Regions from separate parts of the Mus musculus genome. Here all the other regions are linked to region 2. The links are chromatin contacts, called in public Hi-C, Micro-C and promoter capture Hi-C maps. All regions are on one chromosome and are shown on one strand. The core of a region is the stretch at or near the end of the contact, and the rest is flanking DNA. Distances in the headings are between cores, read along the strand shown.

Region 1 (3,565 bases), core at 763-3,262, 1.5 Mb after region 2:
CGCTGACAAGAGTTTTAACTTTTTGGACAGTACCACAGACACCACCGCCGTGCTAGGGCAGAAGCTCCGAAGGGCAGGGTGCTGTAAGACAAGCACCCTGAAAATCCACATATGCAAATAAATCTTCTTAACCACTATTCCTCTGAAACCTTGACAAGTGAAATTTGAGCTCCTGTCTCCCACTTACAGTCTATTTAAAAATGTAATTCTTTAAGACAATTAAAAAAAATTTAACAAACAAAAAGTAAGATAATTCCACTACATTAACATCTCAAATCAAAATACCTAATAGTTATTCTTAACGTGCAAAGTACAGTGTCAAAAGAGAAATGTAAGTATTTAAATAAAAAATAACTTCACACCAAACTTTATGACTTATCAATACGCAAAAAGAACTCTACACTGTAACAGTTAAACGCAAAGAACAAAATGCACCAGTGGTTTCAATTCTTCCACTGAAAAACAGACTAGTTTACCTGGGGGGGGGGGGGCATGACAAGTTTCATTACAGGGGCTCATCTAAACTGTACTTCTGCAAACCCTAAATTAACTCTACCAAAACCTGTACCCAAACAGTCTAGGTTACAGCCCTGAGTCATCATACAGTACTTAATAATAAGTTAGGAGCCAATGAACAGAAAGCCAGGCTAACAACTGACATAGGCCTCCTGGAGTACTGGCTGTATGACCTTGGACTAGTCACTGCCCACCTCTAGGCTCAGTCTGCTCATCTGTAAAATGGGCAGCATTTCCAACTGGGAGGTTATTCGAGGTAATATATAAAAGGCCTTGCACTAATCTATGAGTGTGCAAACAGTTACAAGGAATATTTTCTTGGGATTTGGCAGAACTCAAGAAGCAAACGATGCTGCACCTCGACGACAGGAGTCACATAATCTAGGGCTGGGCAAAGACAAGACAAGTCATTGGAGTCACTGACTCACGAATTTTGCCATTTTTAACTATTTCGGGGTAGGGAGGGGCCTCTAGCTTAGTGCTGATATTCAGCAGCTCTGGGGCCTCTGGAGCCTGAGTGGGTCTGAGCCTATAAATAGATGTTGAAGTTTTGAGGCGATACACAGGTCTCCATTCTAATTCCAGTCTCCTCCCGCTGCTATGCAGGTCACCCCGGCCCCTCCGGTGCCCTGGGTGGCCCGCGCTCGCGGCCCGACTTCCGAGCACACCAGGTCCCCAGGCCCGAGCGCGGGCCCACTGGGCCTCGCAGGCAGCAGGCTGCCGACCTTCGCCGGCCCGGCCCGGCCGGGCCTTGCGTCCTCGCCTCCCGGCCGCCAGCCCCATTTTCTGATCCCGTGCATTGTCCTTGCCCAGAACCCCGGCGCTCCGCACGCCGGTGGGGACCGAGAGGAGGGACGAGGGAGGAGCTGGGGGCAGAGGATGAGGAGGAAGAGGAGGAGGAGGAGGAGAACAGCCTCCTCCCCTGCGCCCGGGCAGCCAGTGGAGGTCTGGCGCCGGCCCGGCCCGAGGCAGCGGGTCCCACCCGCCGCAACTTTCCTCGGGGACGAGGCCTTCTTCCCCGGGCCCCGGGCCGCCCGCCCGCCCGCCCGCTCGCTCCTAAGATGGCAGGTCCCTCCCTCCCTCCGCTTGAGGCCTGGCGAGCCCGGCTCGCAGGCCCCGAGAAGCCGCGCGCTGGGCCGCGCCGCGCCGGGCGGGGCGGACACTCACCGGGACGATGGCGGGGCGCTCGCGCCGCTCCCTCCGGTGAGTCTCAGCCTCGAGCTCCCGCGCCGCGCTCCCGCCGCGGCCTCCGCAGCCAGCGCCGCCCCGGCCGCCTCTCTCCGCCCCCGGCGTCCCGGCTCCGCGCCGCAGCCGCGCTGGCTCAGGGTCCGTCGGGCTGGCGGGGCCGGCGGCGCCCGCGGCCGGGGAGGCAGGCGACAGCCCCTCCCCGGCAAATACCGCAGTCCCCGGGCCCCCGAGTGTCGGCGGCGGGGCCCGGCCCGGCCCGGTGCGGAGGGCGGCGGCGGCGGCGAGGCCGGGCGCCGAGTGGCGGCCGCTGCCGGCCGCTTCTTCCCGACGAGGATTTTTGTAAATCTCACAAAATGGCGCGCGCTCCGAAGCTGCGCAGCGAGCAGCGCCGGGGCCCGAGCGGCGGCGGCGGCGGCGGCGGCTCCGCCAGGAGAGCCCGGACCGCCCGCCCCCGATCCCGCACAGACACTCGCGCACACTCACCGCGCGCACACTCGCCCTCGCACACGCTCCCTCACACTCACACCGGTCCCGCCCGCTCGCCGGCGGCGGCGGCGGCGGCAGCGGCAGCGGCACCAACAGCAGCAGCAGGAACAGCAGCACAAGCGGCGGCGGCGGTGGCGCCCGCACCCCCGCTCGGGGAGTCCGCTTTCTCAGCCCGACCTGGGCCGCGATCGGCAGCAGCGACGGCAGCAGTCTCCCCGGATCCCCCCGCCGCGGTTGCCGCCGCCACCCCCGCCTCACTCCAATGGGGCTTTTTATTATTATTCGGGCGGGAAGCGAAAGGGTTTAAAAAAAAACCAACCAACAAAATGGCGACGGACCGACCCGGTCGCTATAGCAACTGTCAATCAAAACGCAAAACCCCGGCTGACGTGCTGACGTCCTCCGCCCGCCCCTCCCGGCCCCAAGCCGGCGGGCGGGGCCTGTTGCTCGGGTAACGGCAGATTCCGTTCCCTCCTTCCCCTCTCTCCTCCGTCCCCCAGCCAACCACCCAACCCCCCTCAGGTCACGTGAAGGATAAATTCGGAGCTCGGGCCCGCTATGAGTGTCAGAGGAGGGCGCGTGATTCGCTCGGGGGAGGGGAGTGGAGGGAAGGGAAGGGAAGGGACGGGGGCGAGGCGGTGGCCTGCCGGTGCGCGAGCGAGCGAGCGAGCGCCTGCCGCCTCGCGGCCGCCTCGCCCCGCCCCCGCGCTCGCTCCCACGCCGACTGCGGCCGGGCCAGCGCGCGCCCCCGTGGCGCAGCGCGCTCCCGCGCCGCGAGCCCGCAGCCCCGCCCGCGCGGCCCGGGAAGGAAGGGAAGCGGAGGGCAAGCCGCCCACCTCGCGGCCCTGGGAGGCCGCCGTCGCGAGCCCCTATCCCGACCGGGCCCGCGCAGGCCTGGACGATCGCTGGCGTCCGGCTCACCTCCGGAATTACGCCCGCGGCTGCAGGCGCGCGGCCGCCACCTTACTCGGACCGTGCCCGCGCGCGGGCCGCGCAGAAACTTTCCAGGCTGGGCACGCTCCCGGGCGCCGGTTCCCCGGCTTCTCCATCGGAATGCCCAGCCAGCGCCAACCCCAGGGCTTTCGGAGGGGGTTGGGGGGGGGGGTTGTTTTTTGTTTTTTTTTTTATTGTTACCTGTCCTAAGTCACCTCGGTTTCCCGATTCTTAAATTTGCCCACTTGGCCTTAACCGTCGAATCTTCACCGGAATTCTGCCTTTCGGTTTTTTTGTTTTGTTTTTTATTCTACTGTCTTCCGCCTGGCTAAATACTGCTGGGTGTCCTCTCGGGCCATTGACACTGAAGTCCCCTGTGCTGGCTACTTTGTAATTAGGAGACAGCTACTGGCTAAAATTGTATTTTGTACCTATTCTAAAA
Region 2 (3,232 bases), core at 56-2,555:
TACTTTCCATGTAATTAATGAAAGTCAACTCAGAGGCTGGAAATGCGTATTAGTTCATAAAATCCTTGAGCTCTGGAAGGAGCCGCACTGTTGGCTACAATTTACAGATAAGGCCAATTGAGACAGAGGTTAAGTGATTTGCCTAGGATCATACACCTGATAGTTGGAGCCAGTCTAAGGTTCACTGCCCGGGCACGACTGGGACACCTCGTTCTGCCTCCGCACGCAGGCACTAGAATGACTAGCTGGTACAACGCCTTGGTCACAAGACAGGACTCCTACAAATGACCTTGCTCGGTCAGCCCTTCGCAGGGGCGCAGGGGTTAAGAAAAGAATGCGGAGCCACCCTAGCACTATGTCCTAAGCCTAAGGAAAAGAAACAGCCGAACCACCCTAGACTCTTTATAGACACAAACAATTCCCTTGCCGCACCCTAGCCCGCGACAGGAGCTCGCTTTCCCGTTGGAAGACGACTGTCTTTTGGTGTTTGGGAATAAAGAGCCGAGGTCGTTTGAGGTCAGGCCTCTTTTTCTGACTCTCTGCTGCCCGATAAATCTAACAATGGCCATGTTTAGTTCTGTTCTGCACTCTACGTCAGAGCTTGTCAGCGCACACTGGACGTGGTGAAACAGATCCGGTTGGGTCAGGAGCCTAGAGCGGTAATTAGGGGGATTTTTCTGTAACTCTTCCACCCCTCCAACAAAACGACTGACACTTGTGGCCGCAGCCCGTTTCCCACGGGCCCTCTGAGTTCCCGTCAAGTCATCGCGGACTCCCAGATTCCGTCACCCGTACCGGGCATCTTTAACCCATCGCGGGGCGCGGGACGCGGGGCGGCGGGAGGTCGGGAGGGCAGCGGGTAAGGTGGTGTCGCAGCCTCCGCTCTGGGTTCAGCCACCCTCCTGCAGAGCTCCTCCCCAGCCTCAGGGTCTTCAGGCCCAGCCCAGGTGACCGTCCTCCCAGGCTCCGCCCTGCCCTGCCCCGCCCCGCCCCCTCCACTCCAGCTCGCCGTACCGCCTCCGCCGCCGCACAAAGGCCGGCGGCCGCCTCACCGCGCGCAGGAATCCGGCCACGCGCGCCCCAGCCCCCCCACCCCCCGCCCCGCGGACGCAGCCCCGGCTGGCTCGCCGCCCCCTTTTGCGCTTCACGCCCCCGACGCACAGGACGCCGAGGCGAGGCCCGCCTCCCAGCCAAGGAGCCACATCCGCGTCGTGCCACGCCGCCGGCTCCCCGCGGGGGGACTACTTCGCTCCCCGCCCCTCGGTCCCGCGCGACTTCCTGCCGCGGACGCGTCGGTGCGCGGCGCGCACGGCATGGCGGCGGCGGCGCGCGCCTGAGGAGCTGGGGGTACGCCGGCCCGGTCAGGCCTCGGCGCGGCCTACGCGCTCCACTTGTTCGCTGGTCCGCTCGCTCCCGCCCGGCGCCCCGCCATGGCGGAGCCTTCGCCGGCCCGACGTCCGGTGCCTCTCATCGAGTCGGGTAAGACACGGCCGCGCGTCCCCTGCCCGGTGTCGCGCAGCCGCCGCTGACCGTCCCTGTCTTCTCCCCGCAGAGCTGTACTTTCTCATCGCCCGCTACCTCTCAGCTGGCCCGTGTCGCCGAGCGGCGCAGGTGAGTGCCGGCTGGGCGAGCGGGCGGGCGGGCGAGCGAGCGAACCGGGGGCGAACGAACCGGGGGTGAGCGGGGCAGCTGACGGGGTCTGACCGCGCGTCTTCTCTGCCGCAGGTGCTGGTGCAGGAGCTGGAGCAGTACCAGGTCGGTCCGCCGCCCCCGCGTCCCCGTCCCCGCCCCCGCGTCCCGGTCCCGCCCGGCCTCCCGGCCGCGGTGGTCACCCGGACGCCTTTCGTGTCTCATTCCAGCTGTTGCCGAAGAGGTTGGACTGGGAGGGCAACGAGCACAACAGGAGCTACGAGGAATTGGTGAGCAGCTCCCGCGTCCTCCGCGCGCCCGCGCCCCCCAGCCGGGTCTCTGCTCCCCTGCGGGCGCCGCGGGGCCGCGCCCGGGGGTGGTCTCTGGTGGTCCGGCGTCCCGGGGCGACGGGCCCGACCCCCGAGGGCTCGCGGTGGCGGGGTGGGGGGCGGGATTTGGCAGAAAATGGTTTTGGGGGCGGTGCCGGGCGCAGGCGGGGGCGCCCCTGGCTCGCGGCCGGGCTGGGGCTCCAGGTGCGGCCGCCAGCCACTGAGAGGGGCGCTCTCATCTCTCTCCCTTCCCGATTTGTAACTCGAGCTCTCATTGGTCTCTCCTTTCTCTGCCCCGCCCAGACTTTCAGACCTCTTGTTCCCCAGGAATAGAGAGAGAGTCCTTAGTCTCCCAAGGTGGAGAAATGGCCCCTTCCTGTACTGTACTCCCTTCCTCTGTAGGATCGCACAGAGTTCTCCGTGGTGAATATGTCAGTGCGGCACCCCTGCTTCCCCGACCCGTGCACTGTGTGTTGACTGCCTTTAGAAAGTTGGCTCACACTTGATCTTGCTGTATGTAGCGGTTCAGGCTTTAAGTTGACATCCGTCAGTCGGTGTATTTATTTTTTGAGACAGGGTGTCATTACGTACCACTGTCTTGCCTTGAACTCGGGTAGGCCAGGCTGGCCTTGAATTCATTTCCTGCTTCTGAGAGCTCGGACTAAGCTCTCAGAAGCAGTTGTGTGTGCCTGTCTTAACATTTCCGAGGAGTGGTAACTTGCGGATTACATTTATTTTCCTTTGCCTTATTTTCCCTACTTGCTTAGAGGTTCTTGTGTATAGTTGAGTTTTATCCAGGTAACAGAGGCTTTGGGTGTTTATCGTTAACGAAGCACAAATGTTGCAGGAGAATATCTTCGACAATTTTAAGATAAAAGACTCACACTGAGCATATTGGTTACAGAAGGTTGAGATGAGTGTGTGCTGTTGATGTTTGGCTGCACAGCCCCGTTTGGCTTGGACTTGCAGTCCTGCTTCACTCATCCTCTGCTGGGTCGGGATTACAGGAGAGCTCACTGACTTCACCATGTGTCCAAGACCAGTAGTGAACAAAAAGTCAGCCAGGGCGTCAGTCATGCATGTGGGCAGTTCATTCTCTATACCTTGTTTTCCAGGGCTAAGGAGTTAACTGGATAACTAGAGGGCTCAGCAGAACAGGGCAGGAGTGCTAAAGCAGCGGTTCTCAACCCACGGGACCCACCCTTTGGGGGGGTTGCATGTCAGATATCGACATTGCAGTTCATAACAGTAGTAAAATTACAGTTAAGTAGCAA
Region 3 (3,368 bases), core at 273-2,772, 1.5 Mb after region 2:
GACTATTGACACAAAGACTACCTCACATGATCTCTTTCTGATTAAAGGAGAACGCAACTCTTAACACTTACAGTATGATTTCTGAGCCCCCTGTAATACACTGCAACTTCCTCACAGACAGGGAACATCTTACTCAGCTTGGCCTTGCCACAGTCCAAAGCTCAGACTCTTCCATGCATACTATATTCAGTGTGTTGCACTCAGGGCATTGAGCTGTCACCTACTATCCTACAACTGTGAAAAATCAAAACTGTCTACTCATGATTAGTTTTCAAGAACAGTTAAACTGAAAGGGTAACATTTTTTGAGTCCTGCTCAAGTATGCAAAACTCTAGAAGCCTAGATTCCCACCTGTACCTCCCAGTTTATTTCTGACAGGAAATAAACTTACCTTTCTGGGCTAACCAGGCAGATACTCAATTTTACAATGCTATCTAAAGCTTTTATGCTATTTTTCAGTTTATGAAACAACTTCAAATACAACCCATTTTCATCCTCTCTCAGCCTATGAGGTAAAGAAGCACTTTCCTATAAGGCAAATGACACACCAACTTTCTAAGGAAGTGTTTCCCACACTACTGACAGCTCCATTGGAATCACCCTGAGGGGGCTTGTTAAAAATTCAGATTCTGAGACAGAACCATCAGTCTCCTGAGGGCATAGCCTGAGCCTACTTGCTGAACAAGATCCCTAGGCAATCTTGACACAAGGCCAAACTGGGAATTTATGACAAGAACCCAGAGTCCAAGAGCCTGGGTAATGCTCAGGAAGGTTTTCTGAGCTGGCTCCCAGGAAGAGGACCTCCACTGCAGAGAGACTGAATATGTGTCTAAGTACAAGCAAGGTTGCAACAACTCTTCCTGAGGCAAACACGGAATCAGGTTTGGTTGAGTTGTATATTTCTAATTAACTTCACACATCTTTCATTACATTATCCTTAGCATTTTTAGCCACTACTTGCCAAACTATTTTACTTTGTGTAAAATGCATGACTAAGGTGAGGCTAGAGAGGTGGCTCAGCTGTTGAGAGCACTTGTTTCTCATGCAGAGGAGACTGTTTCAAGTCCCAGAACCCACATGGCAGCTCACAACCATCCATAGTTCCAGTTCCAGGGAATCTAATGCCTTCTCCTGACTTCTACAGGCATCACACACGCGCGCGCGCGCACACACGCACACACACGCACACACACACACACACACACACATTCACGCACACACGTGAAACACTGATACACATGAAATAAATCTTAAAAAAAAAAAAAAGCCCCACCCTCCCAAGAATAGAGAGATGCTGGTTGACTAGTCTGGCCTCTGTGGTCAGACCCTTTCCTGTTGAATTTCCCATCTCTATGCAGGTGCTATGCCCATCTATCTTAATCCCATAACAGAAAGTGAAAGGTACCCTCTAAAGCCTCGGGAAGGGCAGAGTGGACGCAGCCCAGTCCCCGTACTTCCCTATCCAGAGCACCTTCCCCACTCAGGTGAGAGCAAAACACAACAGGAAATGAGTGAACTACCCCAGCAGCCCCTTAAGACTAGCGCCTGCCTTCAGCATCTGTTACAGTGTGTGGCCACTGGCCCTATATTCTACTGTCTAGATGCCAAGTGCAACTAACTTCCTTCACAGGGCACCTCTAAGGCAGTACAAGATTGAGAAGAAAATTCTGGATGCCAAAAACTGATCACAAGATTATAAACCAGGTGTTTATACACAAGAATACTGACAGACCAGGGAGACTTAGAAGCACTGCAAGAAGCAAGAACCATCAGGCACTGCTCTTAACTGTCTGTTCCTTCCCTCTGCCCTCAATGTTATGATATAACCAGATTCTGAAATTATAGACATTTTGGCAGTTTTCTTATAGAAGATAGCAGGTTTAAAAAAATCAGTCTTCTGCTGAGCAGTACTGGTGCACACCTTCAATCTCAGCGCTTGGCAGGCAGAGGCAGGTGGGCTGTTTGAGGCAGCCTGATCTACAGACTGAGTTCCAGGACAATCAGGACTGCACAGAGAAACCCTGTGTTAGGGATAAAAAGTACTCTTGTACTTCTGCCATGCCTGTCCAGCAGCTCCCACCAACTCCTAGGGACACAGTTCTATTTGTACCCAGCTCAAAGCACAGAACTAAGCCAACACGCCAGATGTCAGCAGCCATCCCATGCCTTCGGCCTACAGGGTGGGGCACTGGGCTGTCTTCCACCCTTCCCCCCACCAACCTGTACTATAAAGGAGCAGACGCGGAACTGGTTTACTCCCTGGAAGAGACAGCTATGGCTGAAGGACAAGCTGGAGATGAATGTGTCTCTGAGGAGAATCTCTCAGGTCTCCCGTCAAGTAGCCAGCGCTGTGGCCCACGGTTTAGAAGTTGGATATGTGCACAGCTTGAGCGAGTTCCAATTACAGTCAGTCTTAGAATGTCTGGCCCTTTTTTTCCTTGTACAAAATACAGCCACAGGTTACTGTGGGAATATCTGAGGTGTTTTATGGATTGTAACATGATCCAAAAGGTGGTTTATTTGAAAAACTACACAGCCTGGCTTTTATCTCATAATGTGACGGGTAAGATGGAACTGAGACGCCCATTAAAGTACCCATCATCACTTCTGCTCAGTCCTTACGTGTGTATGAATACTATCAAAATTAAATATATCATTTAATTGATTTTGAGAATTATATTATTATATAGTGCTTTCAATGTACTTACAGCTAAAAGCTGATGCACAAAATAATATTATATAATGAAAACATGAACGAGCCAACACAAACTGTCACCTTTTGTTATGGCAGAGAATGTCCACTGGCTCAAGTCAACCACCACTGCAGTATCCACACCTTGCACAGTCCCGACCCTGAGACTGACCTGACCCAAGACAAGAGAAGATGGGAAGTGGCATGCTTCCAGGAAGGCTCCAACTGGCAGCTCTCTGTCTAACCTCTGGAAAGCAGTCATTCCATAAGAAGCCCAACTATCCCAATCTATGAAAAAGCCTAAACAGGGAGGGCAAAGGCAATGTGGAAGACGATGACAGACACCAGACAAGTAAAGGCTGAGTCAACTTGGACCGCACAGTGAAAGCAGATACCATTTGGAATAGAAATTATCCTGTCTAGACCTGAATACTCAGTAGACAAGCAGTGCTGTTGCTATATGCTACTACAACTGTGTTCAGGAACTCAGCATTTCCTTTACTAACAAATATAGGGACAATTACAATGAACTCGTTTGTAAACGTTTAACAGGAACATTCTCCCTCTTCTGAAATGTCTTTCCGAATTGAAAAAGAGGCTGTGAATCCCACCTCCTCACACTTTCTTTCTTCGGCATATCAACAGATATTCACTCATATCATACGGTTAATACTGA
Region 4 (3,193 bases), core at 241-2,740, 1.7 Mb after region 2:
AGAGTTTTACCGTATAACAAACCCATTTTTCTTAAAATAAAATACACATTTCTTGAAAGAACGTGTTCTAACTAGAGCTGTGGTTGTGAGAAAACTGCCCCGGAGAGAGCAGTAAAACCTGTATGATTTCAACCCTGTTCCCTTGATCCCTCGCCAGAGTCCAGAGCTTTAAAAGGCTGCTATAAACACCCTGCAATACCCAGTGTTAGCCATCGCCTGGTGAGAGGCACAAGCACAAACGGTGGAAAGAATTTGCAAACTGAAGGACGTCTGGAAACTACAAGCTTCTGAGAAAGGTACCGTGCAGTGGTACCGACACACCCTCGGCTTCATTTTGGTCCTTTGTCCCCCCACCCCCCTAGTCTGTCCCCTCCCCAATAGGAGATGGCAGCCCAGGCCTCAGTGACGTCGCCAGCACTGCGGAGCAGCAGCCCTGCGCAGGCGTAGGAAAAGGCTGCAGGTGGGGAGGTGGGGTGGGGGGCAGCTCTGCGTCCCTCCCGGGTCCTCCCAGAAACGGGGGTGGGGGTGGGGGGGAGAGGCGCGCACACACAGACCAGGGGCAGCGCGCACGCGCGTCACCGCAATTCCAACCCCGCGCACGCCACAGGGCCCCTACACAGCGCACCTTTGGGGACCCTCGAGGACGCACGCGCGCGCCTGCCACTGCAGCCTGCCGCAGCGGCGGGTGGGCGGGCGCGCGCGGGTGCTGAGGAGGGGGCGCGCACACCACAGGGAAGGCAGTGACAAAGGTGGGAGGGGAACCACCATCCTCAGAGGATGAGAAGGACGCCCACGCCGTCGTAGGGAAGGGAGAGCGTAGGAACAAAGCGGGCCAGCCGCAGACCCAGAGGCGCGTCCCCGAGCGCTCGGAACGCGGGAACGGGTACCTGACCCGGGATGTCACCCGCACGCCAGGCGACGCGCACACAAAAGACCCCCCTTCTACCGTTAAGGACGCCCGAGGGTCACTGGACAAAGGGAACACACCCACAAGGGCAAGGGCGGCCACACCCCCTCAGCGCGCGGGCGCTCGGCGAGACGCGCGGCGACGCGCACACCCACACTCACCACACACCCACGGAGGGAGGTGTGGAGCGCCCCGATGCCCGGGCATCTCGGCTGCGGCGGGACGCGCAGACGCTTCCGTGAGCCCCGCCGCGCGCAGGGTCTGCACTCACCCGGGCCCGCAGCCCGCGAGCCTCAGACGCGGGCTGCCGACGCCTCCGGCCCTCCACGTCAACCAGACCCGCAGAGCGAACGCTCCGCGGCTCCTGAGGCGGGCGGGTCACGTGGCTTAGGGTGCGCATGCGCAGTCGCCGCGTCGCCCCCTCAGCTCGGTGGGGTGGGTGGTGAGACCGTGCTAGCCCCCTCGCTGCGGTCGCGGTGCGCCTGCGCCAAGCGGCGGGGGCGCCTGCCAGCCTCTGCTTTTCCTCAGGTTTTTTTTTTTTTTTAATTTCCGCCCACGCTGCGGGGGTAGCTGAGCCGCGCCTGCGCATTGGACTGAGTGGGGCTGAAGGGTGGGGACGGGTGGGCGTCGGTGCTCGCAGGACTCAAGGTCCCGGGCCTCCTGTTTCCTCTGAGCCTCACGAAGGCTGGGACAGGGCCCATCATGAGAGGGCAGGACTCGGGGCCTCTGTCCAGCCCGGGCCCCTTCCTCGCCTCAGAGGGTCCGAGGTGCGCATTTTCCCCGCAGCGCGCGCTCCCGCCGCCCCCTCAGCTGCAGTGGCGCGCGCGCGCGAACATCCGCAGTGGCTGTGTCCGCAGCAAGCGATGAGATTATGTAACAGACCATTGGTGAAGGGGGGCGGGGGGAGATGTCTGACGACGATTGTGTTCCTTTTCCACAGATTGTCTAAAGCCACAGGGAAGATGGTGGAAAATTCACCGTCGCCATTGCCAGAAAGAGCGATTTATGGCTTTGTTCTTTTCCTAAGCTCACAATTTGGCTTCAGTAAGTACTGGAATGATGGATGGCCAAGGCCCTTAATGGTATTGAGAACCAGGAAATAATGTGTTTGTCCTTAGAACGTACACACATGAACTGTTGATTCTTTCTACCTGTGTCTCTTCACGAGTCCTAAAAGGGGTACCGTTTGTTTGCTCAGTTTATGTATGCAGTTCTAGATGAACTCTCCAATATTTATTTAGCACTAGGCTTGATGCTAATGTGAATAAAACCTGGCCCCAATCCTTGAGGTCATAGTCATGTGGAGAAGCATAGTAAACCCACAGTTCAGAGAGCATGATGAGTGCCCTGGAAGAGCCTTGGAAGGTTTAGAAATTGGGGTTAGCTACCTCCAGGCCACTCCCTGGCAGTTCTATCAGAATAAGTCAGGAAGGACCATGGATAGAGTCTCTGAGTGAAGGCCTGTGAAGGTTTGGAAGTGAGATGCTTATAGCTCCAGGATAGCATGCTGTAGCTGAAGAGTGAAGATAATGGGCCAGAGAAGTCAGGTGTAAGAATGTACCCTTAACGTCTGGGATCTGCATTAATGCCCACAATGTTCCATTTTGTAGATGAGGCCACTGAGGCTTACAAAACAAAACAAAACAAAAACAAAGAACAAAAACAAACTTAATATGACCAACTCAACAAACAGAACCAAAGTCCCTCTTCAAATAGTTTGGAAGATATGAGGCAATCAAGTGGTAGAAAATTGAATGCCCACAATCCAACCTGGTCCTTGATAGAAATCAGAATGTCTATGTGGAGGTATCCTTCCCAATTCTTAAGTGAAAAGTACTAGCTTAGCTGTAGTGTAGTGGGATGAAGAAGCTACAGTTACTGGCTCTTTCGTGGAATCATTGTTTGGCCTGAGAGCTTTGTGTTTTGCATGAAGTGAACCTGTGAAGTAGGTGCTGCCTTGCTTCCTCAGTTTAAAGATGGGAATACTGAATTTAAGTAACTTGATCAAAGCCAAATAGCAACAGGACTGGAATTAGAACAGGTATACTGGCAGACTTCACTCTACTGAAGTCCTTTGACTCTTGTATTAACTTGGGTAATTTATGCAAAGAAGCTGCTTAATAAACATTAGCTGCCCTTTATTTCTATAAATTACTATTCAAAGAGGATTTTAAGGATTGGAATCTACAAGCATGTTAGATAAACCAAAACCTAATTGAAGAATTTACTGAGCACTTACTATGTATCAGACAGTGTTAGAGGCCAGGGAAAGGTAAAATAACCAAA
Region 5 (3,449 bases), core at 756-3,255, 1.4 Mb after region 2:
AAGAAAAAAAAAGTCCCTGGACCAGACAGCTGTCACACCAGCTGTGACTCAGGTCAGAGCATCACTCAACCCTCATCAGAGAATCTCCCTCTTGCAGCAGATGGTGACAAAATACCCCTGGGCAATGTGCAGAGGGTGAGAGACCTCCCTAACGCACTCTGCCCTAACTGGGATATCTTCATCGGACCCCTTCCTCAAAACCCAGAAATCTACCAGAAGAAAAGACAGAATTACTGTAAGAGTGAGAGGCTGACTCCCAGGAACCAGCACGGGTGAACTCAGACAATACAGCTCCTGGAAGCCCTGCACTGAGTCAGGCCAGACCAGGTCCCAGCACTAAGAGGGGAAGTGAACCGAAAGCCCCGCCCCTGACCAAGAAGTTATTGCAAGTGAGAGGTCCTCAAAGGAGTGACACTGGCCACATCAACAACACTCCAGGGCAGGCCCTGTGCCTAGGAGTACTTGGTCAACACAAAACAGACCTCCATGTTTTGTGGGTTTAGTTTCGTTGTTTGGTGATTTGGGGTTTCTTTTCTTTTTATTGTTTTTACTTTTTTTTTTTGTATATTGTTTTACTTAGGTGGGGTTGTTTTTACAGGAAGAGAAAATGTACGGTTGGTTAGGTAGGGAGGTGGGAAGGATCTGGGAAATGTTGGGGGAGAGGAAAGAATATAATCAAAATATATTGTTATAAAATTTTTAATAATTGTTTTTAATTCCCTAGATCAGTGGTTCTCAACCTTCTCAATGCTACAACCCTGTAATATAGTCCCTTGCGTTGTGGAGACCCCCAATCATAAAGTTATTTTCATTGCTACTTTATAACTGCAGTTTTGCTACTGTTATGAATCGGGATGTAAATATCTGTTTTCTGATGGTCTTGGAGACCCCTATGAAAGGGTCATTCAACCCCAAAGGTGACCCACAGGTTGAGAACTGTGACCTAGATCAAATGTCCCTTTCTAGCAGGTATTTACAGCAAGACTAAAAGTGAGGGAAATATAGATTTCTATTGATAAAGTGACCATCCACCATTGCAGGGGGCTCCCCCACCATTGCAGGGGGGCTCCCCCACCATTGCAGGGGGGCTCCCCCACCATTGCAGGGGGCTCCCCCACCATTGCAGGGGGGCTCCCCCACCATTGCAGGGGGGCTCCCCCACCATTGCAGGGGGCTCCCCCACCATTGCAGGGGGGCTCCCCCACCTTCTCCCAGTCCTTGACGCCTAGACTCTTGGCCTCTCTGTCATCTGCAGGAAATGGAAAATAACTTTCCCAGCCCCATATGTGTCCTTGAGTTTATGGCTTACAGCAGCAGCACCCTCTGTCCCTAACAGGAATGCTCCTTCTCTCTGGTCCCCCAGACTCTGATGTGTCCCTTTAAGCACATACCCAGCGGGCACCTGCATGCCTGACAGAAGAAAGAGCAGATTACATGTCTGTGCCGGGCAGCCCTCTGGAAGATGGTCTGTGCCCAGTACAGCAGAAACTGGAAAGCTAGCTCCTTGGCTCTGTATCCCACAAAACGTTAAGCCAAAAACTTAGGTGGGACTCCCACCTTAGACTTCCAGAGCCCTGCATTTGACAAACACCTTCCTAATTCTTCATAATTGGTTCTCAACCACAGGACAGGACCACAGCCCAGGGCATCAGACCAGGATGACTTTTTTTTTTCCATAACAAAAAGGCAGAGTCATGACATGACATGGAGTTTGTTTGCGACTGTGAATTAATGTGTCAGTGGCAACACAGACCTGTGCAATGTTAAATCCCATTAGACACTCAGCAGAGCCTAATTCCTGTAAAAAGTCAGGATCCACTCACGGAGCCTGCCCTGCAGAATCTGGGGTGTGTGGTTGCCGTAGTAATTGATGCCTTCAAGAACAAACCCATGCTTGGCTAATTACAGCTTTCTATTTTTAAACTCATCTCTGCTCTTCTCCCCCAACCCAACATTTCTCCAGGATACCAGCAGTAAAATACTATTACTGCTAACAGCACAGCCTGTGCTGGCTCAGAATAACTTGTTTGCAGCCTACCCCAGCACACAAAGACTCGGTGGGTGCCTTTAAAGGATCCCCCCCCTCCCAAAGCTTCACAAACGATGCAGAGTTCTGGAACTATGTCCCACTTGTGAGCTCCCAGGGTTAAGGGTAAGGCTTGCCCTGGTTGGCCTGTAGCCTCCCAGAGCCATGAATGACCCAGGCCATCTTGCTGTTTCATGATAGCTCTGGGGGGCCAGGTCATGAGATCTGTGTAAATCAGCTCTCGAGAGCTTGCTTGCTGCAGAGGTAGCCCACAGCCCAGGAAGAAGCTTCCAACATTGGGCTAAAGGCAGTCTCACCAACTCTGCCTGAAGGCTATTCTTCCCTGCACAGGAATGAGTGGGACTAACAGACAACCTCTCCAATGAGAACTGCTCTCTGTGACAGGCAAGTCCAGCATCGTCATTCACAGGCTTCCTGACCTCAGGATTTAAGTAGCAGAATCATCCTCTCTAACAGTTCTGGAGTCTGTCTTTGACATTATCAGCAGGGGTGTGCCCTCAAAGGCACCAGACCCACCTTCCAGACCAGGTCATTGCCAAGTTTTAGTTACAGGATTGGAGCCACACCCCGATGTCTTTCTCCTCTCTACACACTCTTCCCGGCAGGTCTAGTCTAGCCACCAAGCATACTGGATTAGGACCCTCCCTACCCTGTTACTGCCTATGCAAGTAGTCTCACTATGGGCCATTTGTTCTGCCTCACGTTGCATATAGTATACCTTGTGTGTCACCAGTGTGTCTCAGGATCTATTATGCAAGGTGTCTTGAAAGGGCCCAAAGGAGTCGGAGTAGGTGACCATCAAGGCTCCATGCCCATGAGATTGCAATACCATGAAGTTCAAGCAGTCCCACTGAGCCCCTCACACTGAGCACAGGCCAAATGTGGCCCGGGGAACGTTCACAATCTTCCTTTTTTCTTTCTACCTAAGGTATGCAGAGGGAAAGCAGAGAAACTCAGGCTCAAAGCCTTCTTCTAAGATGCCAGGAAGCTTTTGTTTACATGAGAGATGGCACTCAATCTTTGCCATATTGAAACTGAGAAAACTGTTTAAATTTAAAAAGAAAATCAGTGCCCATATACATGACACTCTTATGGGGGAAAAAAAAACCCACATTTTCTAGAATAAGAGCTTCACACTTGGCATTATGTGTCATTCTAGAGTCTTGCTCCCGTGGCCGGTCTGTGCCTCTGTCACAAGTCATGGAGTCCTTGAAAAATGTTCAGGAGGGAAGAAAGTTGAACAGCCTTAGGGCTGTTATGAATAAAGCCTTCTGACACCACAGGTACCTTAAAAGCAGCTTAGGAACCCCAGGAGTCCCTGATATCATGGCCACAGACTCAACCGTATGTCCTTAGACAGGGGTTAGACCAACTTCAGGGCCACAGCAGGAACGGCAATGCT

Evidence for each region. Promoter capture Hi-C pulls out the DNA fragments that hold promoters and counts their contacts. A called contact is a pair of places that touch in the nucleus more often than the background predicts.
Region 1: a Micro-C map of embryonic stem cells shows a contact between it and region 2, with 4 times the contacts expected there. The contact joins the promoter of Dyrk1a here to the promoter of Brwd1 in region 2. A contact is called at or near these places in 2 of 39 promoter capture datasets (cranial neural crest and second pharyngeal arch cranial neural crest), 2 of 484 Hi-C or Micro-C datasets (both in embryonic stem cells), 2 of 115 datasets of contacts at active chromatin or transcription factors (astrocytes and extraembryonic endoderm stem cells) and 1 of 9 other capture datasets (liver).
Region 3: a contact with region 2 is called in a Hi-C map of B cells, with 5 read pairs. The contact joins the enhancer-like site here to the promoter of Brwd1 in region 2. A contact is called at or near these places in 4 of 39 promoter capture datasets (the 3T3-L1 cell line, cranial neural crest, liver and 1 more), 1 of 484 Hi-C or Micro-C datasets (B cells) and 4 of 115 datasets of contacts at active chromatin or transcription factors (astrocytes, embryonic stem cells, extraembryonic endoderm stem cells and 1 more).
Region 4: a contact with region 2 is called in a Micro-C map of embryonic stem cells, with 15 times the contacts expected there. The contact joins the promoter of Pigp here to the promoter of Brwd1 in region 2. A contact is called at or near these places in 1 of 39 promoter capture datasets (liver), 1 of 484 Hi-C or Micro-C datasets (embryonic stem cells), 2 of 115 datasets of contacts at active chromatin or transcription factors (astrocytes and embryonic forebrain) and 1 of 9 other capture datasets (adipose tissue).
Region 5: a contact with region 2 is called in a promoter capture Hi-C map of hippocampal neurons, with 2.7 times the contacts expected there. The contact joins the enhancer-like site here to the promoter of Brwd1 in region 2. A contact is called at or near these places in 1 of 39 promoter capture datasets (hippocampal neurons), 1 of 484 Hi-C or Micro-C datasets (liver) and 4 of 115 datasets of contacts at active chromatin or transcription factors (astrocytes, embryonic forebrain, embryonic stem cells and 1 more).

Annotation. Positions count from the first base shown.
Region 1 is chr16:94,568,653-94,572,217 of GRCm38.p6, reverse strand. Dyrk1a (dual-specificity tyrosine-(Y)-phosphorylation regulated kinase 1a) reads right to left here and starts at 2,012. Exons shown (of 12, transcript NM_007890.2): 1 at 1,684-2,012.
Region 2 is chr16:96,080,501-96,083,732 of GRCm38.p6, reverse strand. Brwd1 (bromodomain and WD repeat domain containing 1) reads left to right here and starts at 1,305. Exons shown (of 42, transcript NM_145125.3): 1 at 1,305-1,479; 2 at 1,553-1,611; 3 at 1,726-1,755; 4 at 1,860-1,919. The coding sequence starts at 1,431.
Region 3 is chr16:94,587,200-94,590,567 of GRCm38.p6, reverse strand. The region is part of intron 1 of Dyrk1a (dual-specificity tyrosine-(Y)-phosphorylation regulated kinase 1a); the gene reads right to left. Among named protein-coding and RNA genes, the nearest start is that of Dyrk1a, 19 kb to the right of the region's middle. Within about 2 kb of position 1,522, at least 98 of the 459 cell types and tissues checked have an H3K27ac peak or open chromatin away from gene starts, as enhancers often do. A contact at or near this core is called in B cells, where this site is marked.
Region 4 is chr16:94,368,847-94,372,039 of GRCm38.p6, reverse strand. Pigp (phosphatidylinositol glycan anchor biosynthesis, class P) reads left to right here and starts at 1,490. Exons shown (of 5, transcript NM_001159618.1): 1 at 1,490-1,674; 2 at 1,848-1,951. The coding sequence starts at 1,610. It overlaps Ttc3 (tetratricopeptide repeat domain 3), which reads right to left and starts at 1,301. Exons shown (of 46, transcript NM_009441.2): 1 at 1,179-1,301.
Region 5 is chr16:94,717,572-94,721,020 of GRCm38.p6, reverse strand. No RefSeq gene overlaps it. Among named protein-coding and RNA genes, the nearest start is that of Gm41504, 5.4 kb to the right of the region's middle. Within about 2 kb of position 2,005, at least 12 of the 459 cell types and tissues checked have an H3K27ac peak or open chromatin away from gene starts, as enhancers often do. A contact at or near this core is called in hippocampal neurons, where this site is marked.